Linked DNA regions of Danio rerio: region 2 is linked to region 1. The links are chromatin contacts, called in public Hi-C maps. All regions are on one chromosome and are shown on one strand. Each heading gives the region's core, a stretch centred on a gene start, on an enhancer-like site or on the middle of the called end of the contact. The rest is flanking DNA. Distances are from core to core; before and after follow the strand shown.

The links. Hi-C and Micro-C count contacts between places; a contact is called where the count stands out from the background.
Region 2: a Hi-C map of embryo shows a contact between it and region 1, with 2.0 times the contacts expected there. The contact joins two enhancer-like sites. A contact is called at or near these places in 3 of 18 Hi-C or Micro-C datasets (caudal fin, embryo and an unstated tissue).

The regions. Positions count from the first base shown.
Region 1 is chr22:21,506,842-21,512,195 of GRCz12tu, forward strand. It overlaps tle2a (TLE family member 2, transcriptional corepressor a), which reads left to right. Exons shown (of 20, transcript NM_001130604.2): 7 at 1,443-1,656; 8 at 3,380-3,441; 9 at 3,735-3,830; 10 at 3,918-3,962; 11 at 4,050-4,211. Among named protein-coding and RNA genes, the nearest start is that of tle2a, 40 kb to the left of the region's middle. Within about 2 kb of position 4,055, at least 4 of the 62 cell types and tissues checked have an H3K27ac peak or open chromatin away from gene starts, as enhancers often do.
Region 2 is chr22:21,577,495-21,582,906 of GRCz12tu, forward strand. All of the region lies in intron 10 of tle2b (TLE family member 2, transcriptional corepressor b), which reads right to left. Among named protein-coding and RNA genes, the nearest start is that of tle2b, 59 kb to the right of the region's middle. Within about 2 kb of position 3,162, at least 10 of the 62 cell types and tissues checked have an H3K27ac peak or open chromatin away from gene starts, as enhancers often do.

The DNA.
Region 1 (5,354 bases), core at 2,805-5,304:
ACTGTCTTCCAAGGTGTTCATTTATTATATAAAGAAAAGATTCACGCAGCTTCTCCTACCGCAGCAAATTCCTTTTTTTTTTATATTTTGCGCCAGTTAATCAGGAAGTGACTGTTTTGTTCTCTTTGACTTGTTGGATGGAAACGCGCATCTTTTATGCGGTATTCCACTTTTGCATATAAATTTAATTCACATTTTTGGATGGAAAAATAGCTAGTGAAGTAGGTGAACTGTCACTGACCAAACACATGCCATTTGAAATACATGCACAGTACTGTAAAGTCATAGACAGGCAGGAAGGAAAATTATGACTTAAAGCAAAAACACAGCCCAATTACTTGGTACTTCCCTTACAGATGTCTGTGGGCTTACATCACTGCAGAGTTTCTTGTGACAGTGTGAATGAAACCAGGAAAATGGCCCTAGGGGAAAAGAATCAGTTCCAGGGGGGCCTGCCCTGTGGCAAGTTTTTATAACAACCTGGTGTAAATCCCCCTCATGTCTCCAGATATGTATAAAAAGAACAGAAAAAGGCCTTTGTATGACTAGTACTCAATTTGTGAAGCTTTCGTAAGCCATATGATACTTGTGTTTCAAAATCTTTTGTTGGAATTTTCAAATCTTACATAAACCTAATGACTATGGGCTAGTACAGGGGTGCTTAACCCTGTTCCTGAAGATCTACCTTCCTGCAGAGTTCAGCTCAAACACACATGAACCAATTAATTAGGACCTGAACAGCACTTGATAACTACAGGCAAGTGTGTTTGATATGGGTTGCAACTGAAATCTGCAGGACAGTAGATCTCCAGGAACAGGGTCGAGCACCTCGGAGCTAGTAAGTTTTAAGTGGGTTTGGACTGATGTAGTATGGAAAGTGTTAGCAGAGTAGCGGTTTGGAAAAATATGAAGGTGCGTAAATTGACTTTTTTGCGCTTCATTTAGTTTGGAAAAAAACTTTCTGTATTTTTATTTGCTTTACATTTTTATTTTTCACTCGGCCATCACCCGCTTCAGCTCAAGTGATTTTAATTTCCCTTTATTTTGCCATGCTCATTAGTGAACGCTGTAGCAGTGCTGCTCCCCAACCCATCCGTTAGAGCAGGTCGACACCAGTGCGAGGAGCTTCCCCGCTCCCGGGACACTGGGAATGGGTCATGAATGCATTCCCTTTGTAACAGCCTCTTTGGCTGTGGTGCACTTCCAAGACTTAACTGTGTTGTGTGTTTTTCTCTCTCTCCCTTTCCTCTCATCTCTCTCTCCTCCTCCTCATGCTCTCTTCATTTCCTCTGGCTATCTGTTTCTTCACTCCACTTCCATCTCGGCCTCTGTGTCGCTCTCTTTTATCTCCCACACTCCCTTCATCTTTTTTCCCCCCCTCTCTCTGACCCCACCTCCCTTTCGTCATTCCTCCATCGTCCTCTTCCTCTTGCTCCCTCTAGCAACAGCTGCAGGCCCAGCACCTTTCTCAGCATGCTGCCCAGGGGTTACCCATGGCCCCTCACCCCTCCGGTTTGCCTCACCCAGGATTGGCTTTGGGGGGCGGCTCCGGGCTGCTGGCCCTTTCTGGAGCTCTCGGGGCCCAGTTGGCCTCTAAAGACGAGCGAGCCCATTTGGAGGCCGTGGCAGCGGCGGCCGCAGCAGAGCACCACAGAGGTATAACAAATAAAATCGTACTGACAATTTACCTTAACATAGTGCAGTTATAATAGATGATTGCTGGGATTGCATTATGGAATCAAATTTTCAGAGTGAGCACACAATGCCAAGAACAGTTGTTGTCCAATTAATGCACAAGTGTCCAGTCCTGCACCTGGTGGGCAAACGTCCTGCAAAATTTAGCTTTAACACACTTACCTGGAAATTTGTTGCGACCATGGCCCTTCGGGAGCAAGAATGGACACAGCTGAATTGATTTTATACATGTATGCTAGCCAAAGCTGTAGTGTTAACTTTGGAAGGCTTGTTGCAAAAGTTTCAGTCTCATTTCAGTGAAATTTCTTGTGAATTTCTGTGGAAAGTTTAGCAATACTTGCTGCAGAGTTCACTCTAAAGTCACTTTTAGGCCCAATCCCAATTCTATTCCTTAGACCTTCCCCTTACCCCTACATTCATAACGCAGTTCGTGTTTTACCATAATGCAAAAAAAAAAAAAAAAAAAAACGCTAAAATAAAAACCGCAAAATTTCGCTGTCCATAAACCATAATAATAACTCCTGTATAGCAGTTCCAAAACATTCTGTCACTCGAATACCCTGTCAGAAAAGTATATTGGCTGGGAATGAGCTTTTCACAGCTGCTATAATTTTAATGTTGTTTTCATGAGTTTACATTGATGAATATATCCACATTGTAAATACACAGTACAGCTACAATCTTATTGCCACATTATATTGTTATGATAGATTTGTATTGTTGCCTTCAGGGATTTTCTGAAGATAAATACCCAAAAAACGCAACTTTAATAACTACAACAGTCGTGATTGTCTATCTCATATGTAGAAAGAGATCGTGATGACATATGATGACGTGTGCAGGTGCTGTAGTGCTGTACTATTTCTTACATTTAGAACCCTTTTCTTACATTTCGAAGCCCTTACTCTTCACACTCTGTTTCACGGGCCAAGGGGAAGGGGTAGGGGTACACAAATTTAATTGGGATTGGGCCTTAAACTCAGCAGCTTTTTATTAGTCACCACGACAAAACTGCATGACCTAAATGTGAGCAAAATCTGCCAACATAAAATTTTTGCCCTTACATACCATACTGTCAGTACTCGCGTAACATCAACAAGGCAACATATGCTGTTATGTAAACTCTACTCCTAAATGCCAACCAGTTAATCTTTAAAGTTCTTGTTTAGACCCTTTTCACATTTCTGGTTTCCTCCATGACGGAACTCTCCATAGTTGGGTAACCTTAGAGAGCTGTGAATGGGACAGTATCACAAATACATTTTTTGCATTACAATTAGCTTCAATAACAAAAGAAAAACTCCATGATAGTGTTATTTAAAAAAAGTGTGAGACTGATAAAGGCAGCCAGAGCAGAGAAACTATGCCAACTTTACTGTCCTGTCCATAGATGCTGCATTAGAAAGGCCATGCATAAGCATTAACTATTTTTTTGTAGCAAGATGATGTAATACAAAGTATAAATTCATAATACATACATTTTAAAACAAATCTAAGTAGCTGAGACGACATCACTGTCTTGTGAAAAGGGTCCACTTCAACAATAGGACATGACAGGGTGGGAAGTGAAGGATTGTGCTTGGTATGATTAGCAGTGGGCTAATTCAAAGCGTTGTTTTGTCTGTTGTAGTGTCAGTTTTGTCTGACTGTCATAATCACATTGTTTGTTTTTTGCTTTGTTTTGACTGGCCGCGGGGACGTTTACCTGCTCTTCCCATGATCCCCATAGACCGTGAACCTGGACCAGTGAGTATCTGTAGTATCTGTCTTTTATCCCTCTCTCTCTGTCTCTCACTCTGATTCTTTCTAGTTGAGTTCTCCTCAGTGCAGACTGTCATGCATTAGGCTTCTCTATTGCCTGTGGGTCCAGCAGTTATGGAGCTGATTTGATTTATCCCTCGTTTCCTACATCATTATCTCTTTCTTCTCGCTGACACACACACACACACACACACATACATACACGCACATCCTCTGTCTCTCACTCCAGCATTCTTCCTTTCCACTCTCATTTTCTCATCTTACTCCTCTTTTCCCAGAGTTCACTCTCAAACGGAGACAAAGGGAGGTCTTCAGACTACCTCAGCAATGGAAAAAAGAGAAAAGCAGATGAGAAGGAGTTTATGACCGACTATGTAAGCGTTCTTCCCGTGTTAAATTTGCATCCTTTTATGAATCATGATTTAAGAACACACACAACTTTGAAGCATTTTCTCTTTCAGGGCAGCGACGCGGAAAAGAGTGATGACAATTTGGTTGTTGATGAGGTTGGTTTGTGTTAAAGAGAGAACTCCAAAACAAGGTTACTCGTGTCTTTCCCTGATTAATCCATCATGTGCTTTGTGTTCCCTCAGGACCCTTCTTCGCCAAGAAGCGTGCAGTCGTACTCCTCAAGAGAGAACGGATTAGATAAACTTCCCCCTTCCCGTAAGGAGCCTCTGCCCCAGGCCAGTCCGACCTCGCTGGCTTCCTCCAGCAGTGCTGCTTCCCCTTCACGCAGCAAGGAGCCTCCACCGGTACATATATATTACTCAGAAATGCTTGCAAATGTGTTCTTTTTCTAAATGAGCAGTGCATTTGTATAATATTAGTCCCTCCAGGATTTCACAAAAATATCGAATGTTTTCGACTAGGTGGAGTTATTGCTAAATTTGCTGCAAATTTTGCACTATTTCTTTTTTGCTTTTGAAAATACACAAATGTGCATGTCTTCTTTATCATTTTTTACATCGAGAATCATTGATCACTGAGATTTCTATAAAAGAATCAGAGAAACTATTCTTAATCTAACAAATATTTGACAATGAAACCAAATGAGCCAGTTTCTGTGCCCGACGATTGGGTTGTTGTGGTCGTAACCTTCGATCACCACCATTTCCACTATGCACCGGCTCCTTACGGCTCCCCTGCAGATCTCGGATACAAGTGGAGGAAAAGAGTTTTCTTTGCAAGGTGGGAGGGCGCACCTTTATAGGAGCTCTGCCACACTGGAGGAGCTCGGAGTAGAGCCGCTGCTTCTCCACATGGAGAGGAGTCAGATGAGGTGGCGTTTTAAATCTGTTTCAGATGCCTTCTGGACGCCAACCTAGGGAGGTGTTCCAGGCATTTCCAACTGGGAGGAGTCTCTATGACTCTTGGCTGGCCTGGGAACGCCACAGGATCGCCCCGGAAGTGTCTGGGGAGAGAGAAGTCTGGGGTTCTCTGCTGCCTTTACGACCCGGAGGCGGAAAAGTGGATGAAAATAAATTAATGAATGAAACCAATTGTTTGAAAATAAATACTAATTTAGTTTATCGATTATTTGAATGCGTTGATGGAATAAATTGTGTGTGTGTGTTGAAGATAAGGCTACAACAGATGAGTTTATACTATATATATATATATATATATATATATATATATATATATATATATATATATATATATAGAGTAGATTAGCAGTTTAGTTCAAACAGGTTTTGAATGCATGTTGCGAAACACACCTTGTGAAAAGCGTCCTGAATGCCCAAAATATGCTGGAAAATCTGCAGCAATTTTACAAAAATTTGCTTGAGTTTGCCTTAAATTCTTTGTGGAATTTTCGAAATCCTGGATGGTCTGTAATTTCAAACAACCCTTTTACAAACTCTAGAGTCCTGCAATGCCCTTCATTTGCCGGA
Region 2 (5,412 bases), core at 1,912-4,411, 70 kb after region 1:
TGTAAGTACAGTGAACTAAGAAACTAATAAATATTATACTACACTTTAGTTTACCTACAGCACACTGGTGTAATATAATATACCCTATAGTTGTAGGGTTTATTTGTAAAAAGTACCATTGGGTCATTTGTTTATATTACTGTTAGTTGTTGTGTTACCATAGCAAATACATAATTACCACAACATGTTAATTCAAGTACTTCACTATAGTTTAGTTCAAAAACACTGTACTATTTACTATACCTGACAAAAGTCTTGTCGCCTATCCAAGTTTTAGGAATAACTAATAATAATTTGTCTTTAAGTGGATCTCTGCAATGACTCAAATAACTTATAAATAAAGTAATCTAAAACGGCAAAGAAAGTGTTCTTGCAGGACTCCCAGAGTTCATCAAGATTCTTTAGATTCATCTTCAATGCCTCCTCCATCTTACTCCAGACATGCTCAATAATGTTCATGTCTGATGACTGGGCTGGCCAGTCCTGGAGCTCATTGACCTTGTTTGCTTTCAGGAACTTAGATGTGGAGGCTGAAGTATGAGAAGGAGTGCTATCCTGCTGGAAACTTTGCCCTCTCCTGTGGTTTGTAATGTAATGGGCAGCACAAATGTCTTGATTCCTCAGGCTGTTGACCTTAACAGATCTCTTGCACACCCCCATACTGAATGTAACCCCAAACCATGATTTTTCCTTCACCTAATTTGACTGATTTCTGTCAGAATCTTGGGTCTATGCGGGTTCCAATAGGTCTTCAGCAGTATTTGTGATGATTGGGATGCAGTTCAACAGATGATTCATCTGAACAAAGTTAATATTTGTTGCTCTTACAACTGGGATCGACAAAAAGACTTTTGTCAGGTAGTGTAGCATTTTTTACGTGGGAGAACAATTTTAGATTTGTGCATTAAATATGACACTGATTGAGTTTAGCAATATATTGCCTCAGTGTACACACATCCCAGCAATAGAGAGGTTTAATTAAGCTGAAATAGTTTAGGTAGTCGGCATGTTGTGTTTATGGTCTCCCTAAAGGAAATGCTGAATGAAAAACTTAAGGCGGGACACCTGCAGCTCATTTTCTCTTCAAAGCTGTTGAGACTTAAGGCATGTTTACACAACAAAGATGTAATGAAAATGAAAAGCTTTTGCTTAGAGTTTTTGAAAGGTTTGCATACAGATGACAATGTTGTCAAAATGACCCTCATCTGCACTGATCTGCAAAAACAATGGAAAATGAGTTACTAGGCAGGCCAAGACTGTAGATTTAGCGTTTTCAGGCCCTCAAAATACTGTTGTGATTGTGTGACAATAATGTGCAAAATACATAAATGGGTTTAGTTGAAAATGGTGCTGTGTAAATAACTCTTAGTAAGATTTTAAAATCTACTTTTTAAAGAATATTTCAGCTACAAAATAAAGATACGAGATTATCTAAAAGGCAAAAGGCCAGAGTGAGTGAGTTTGGGGCCAGTTGATGGACCTCCCACATGAACCAACAAGTCACTGTTTTTATTAGGTCACTGGGTTTTTGTTGGATCTATACTATTGTAAGATCCTATATATTAGCAATATTCCATCAAATTTAGGAAAATTTGTCACTGCAAGCAGGGCCGGATTAACATAATGGCTAGGTGAGGCTGAAGCCCCAGGGCCCGTGGAAAAAAGGGGCCCTTGATTAGCTGAAGAATTAATTTGTGCTATGACACCGGGAAACTCCTCTTTGCGTTTTGCTTTTGCTTGTCGATAATGTAAAGTATTCGGTTTGCAACTGTGAGGGCAATGCTACACACTGATTTACACTCGTACACTACGGACAATTTAGTCTACCCAATTCACCTGTACCACATGTCTTTGGACTGTGGGGGAAACCGGAGGACCTGAAGGAATCCAACGCAAACGCAGGGAGAACATGCAAACTCCACACAGAAACGCTAACTGACCCAGCTGAGGCTCGAACCAACGACCTTCTTGCTGTAAGGCAACACTGAAGTTAAAATATTTTTAATAATTCTTTTAGCTCATTTAAAGAATGGCATAAAACATTTGCTTGTGAAAGAAACTTAAATGTGTTGAATAAACATTTATTCATTCTCCTTCGGCTGAAGCCTGGTTTATACATCTGCGCCGAGTGATCGGCGTGACCCACTGCATATGCGTCAGCCATTGTGAGGGCTATGCGACCGCGCGGAGGCTGCACTGAAGCATACTCGTGCGTTTGACGCACAAGTATATATCGGCCTTTAGTCCCTTATTCATCAGGTGTCATCACAGCAGAATGAACCGCCAACTATTCCAGCATATGTTTTACACAGCGGATGACATTCCAGCAGCAACCCAGTACTGGGAAACAGGCATACACTCATATTCACACACACACAATGCATGTCTTTGGACTGTGGGGTAAAGCGGAGCACCCGGAGGAAACACACACCAACACCGGGAAGAACATGCAAACTCCACACAGAAATGCCAACTGACCCAGCTAGGACTTGAATCAGCGACCTTCATGGTGTGAGGCGACAGTGCTAACCACTGAGCCACCTTGCCACCCCAGTGGTGAGTCCATTGTACACAAACTTGACATAAATTTTTGTTTTGTTTTTGGTAAAACACTGAAAATGCAGAGGCAAGGCAAGTAGTTTATGCAGCATGCTTGAGTATTTAAGCTCAAATCTGGAAGTGGGTGTTTGAGTGCTGTTGTGTTTTTGTGGTTGTGTTGTTATTCTTGATATCAGCGGGATTGTGATGAGCTTTTGGCTCATAATGGCTTAATGTTCTTGCATTCCCTCGGCAGGAGCTCATTGTTATATAAGCTCTCTCATGTTAGCGCACTCTCATTCTATACCACCAATCTGTGTGTATATGAGTATGTGTATGTATAGATGTGTCTGTGTGTAATCCCAGAGTGTGTCCATGTGTGTATATGTTGTCTGGAGCAGATTGCGCACGGCATGTGGCGGATGTAGCAGGGCTCAATGCGGCGGAGGTTCAACAAAGCCTCTCCGCCTGCTGCAGCCGCGGTATGTGTGTGTGGGTGCATGTGTGTGTGTGTATTAGTCCTCATCGGTCTAACGAGGGGCAAAATGTAATGGGTGTCCCTTGGTTCAACCCGGCAGCTGTTTGCCATCCGTCGCTTGTACACATATCCCGCTGTGACGCTGGACACTCGGCTCTTTCTGAAATCTGTGTTCGGCGAGTGCGTGTGACTGTCCAGTGCTCTGTACTGGATACAGCTGTGATCCTCTAAGCTCAGACACATCGATTGGCTCATTCTGGTATAGTTTCACTAGACTGGCAACGCCAGCGCGTTATAATTTCCATTGGGCTGTCGCATCTGCCATGACCCCATTTACATCAAACAGCCACAATTTGAAATGACCGATTTAAAAATAGCCACTCTCAGTGCTGTCAAAAGAGCTCCAAAAAAAGGAAACGGTAAATAGATGTGCATTCGCAGAAAGATACAGCACAGTTCGGAAGGGGGAGAAAATGAATAAGGCTTTTAATATGTAAATGAACACAGGAAGTCGACCGATTCGATTTTAATATACTAAATCGAAACCATATCTGCGCTAAAATGAATATGTTGTAGAAAGGATTTTTCAGACATAGCTAGTAAATTTCATGAACTAAATTTAAAGTAACACACTGAATTAAATGTCAAATTTAGCATGTTTACACAACAACTATAAACTAAACTTTCATTGCTTTTTTGAAAAGTTTTATATGAATATTGTTGTTTAAATGGCCCCTTTTCAAATGGATCAGTGGAAATTACTAATGCTGGGTTCACTCAAAAATGTGTAATTTACCTGTGCTAAAGTCAGTGCAAAAGTGAGAATAGAGGAGAATTATCGGTACACGGCAGGAAAGACGCAGAATATGCTATCACTCCAAGTGCGGACTGCAAGACTGGGGGATAACTTGTAATAAGTTAGAGGCATAACTTGCAGTTATCGAGAACCCGTTGAACCATACGAGATGTCACAACGAGATGTTGTTGGCAAGATGACAGAAATACCTATGCGAGAACATTTCAACCTAAGGCTCATTTTGATAACGTACCCATACATTTCTGCAGAGCACCAAGTACGTCCCAGGAACTTTTTTTTTTTTTTGCAGATTTTGCAAATCCACCAGAGGCCGCTGTGTACGCTTAATGAGATCTCAAATTTCTCTTGAGAGTGCCATTCGTGCCTGCTCTTCCGATCCCCCCATCATCCTTTCTTAAACCAATCCGATAGTGTTCTAAAAAGCATAGATTGACCAGCAAAGTTAGCCTACTCTGTGTCGCCCCCTGTGGTTGCAAATAACAGTACAATGGTGAGAGCGTCAACTATGAAAGCCTCCGCAACTTGCAGCTGTATATTAATAACTATGTTGGTTGGGTTTAAGTTTGGGGAAGGTTTAGACGTTAATAACTATGATGGTTGGGTTTAGGATTGGGGCACGTGTAGACTTTAATAACTGTGATGGTTGGGTTTAGGTTTGGGGTTGGTGTAGATGTTAATAACTATGATGGTTGGGTTTAGGGTTGTGGTAGATGTAAACGTTAATAACTATGATGGTTGGCTTCAGAGTTGTAGTAGGTATAGACGTTAATATCTGTGATGGTTGGGTTTAGGGTTGAGGCATGTGTAGACTTTAATAACTGTGATGGTTGGGTTTAGGTTTGGGGTTGGTGTAGATGTTAATAACTATGATGGTTGGGTTTAGGGTTGGAGTAGGTATAGACGTTAATATCTGTGATGGTTGGGTTTAGGGTTGGGGCAGGAGACGTTAATAACTGTGATGGTTGGATTTAGGGTTGTGGTAGGTATAGACATCGATAATTTTGATGGTAGGTTTTAGATGTGGAGTAGGTGTAGATGTTAATAAATAATGGATACAGTGCAACAACATAGTTTTGACATATGGTTCTCCAAAACTTTAAGTAACGTCTCTACTACAAGTTATGCCCCTATATGCTATGCCAATGTCTTGCAGTCCGCAGACAAACCCTGCTCTATGTGTTTGCTATGTATGTGAAATTTACCTTGAAATTTACGCATGTTCAAATAATTGCATGCAATAAATACATACAATTCTCTTTGCAATCCATGTTCAATTAGTGCCATTAGCAAAAAAAAAAAAAAAAAAAAAAAACTTTTTTTGAAAAACCTTACTTCAATGTCAACATAATGCATAACTAGGGTAATGACCGTTAGAGCCACCCAAAATAATTGCAAAAACCTTTTAAAGCTACGGTGCACAATCCACATTCAGTTCTCTCTCAGTTCTGTCTCAATGTACAATTTTTTTTGTAATATTTTCAAAATAACATTTTAATTTGTTTTCAGTTTCACTTTTATGTGTTTGAAGCTCCAAAAGTTGAAGAGTTGAACCAAAACAAAACAAAAAAAATGTAAATAC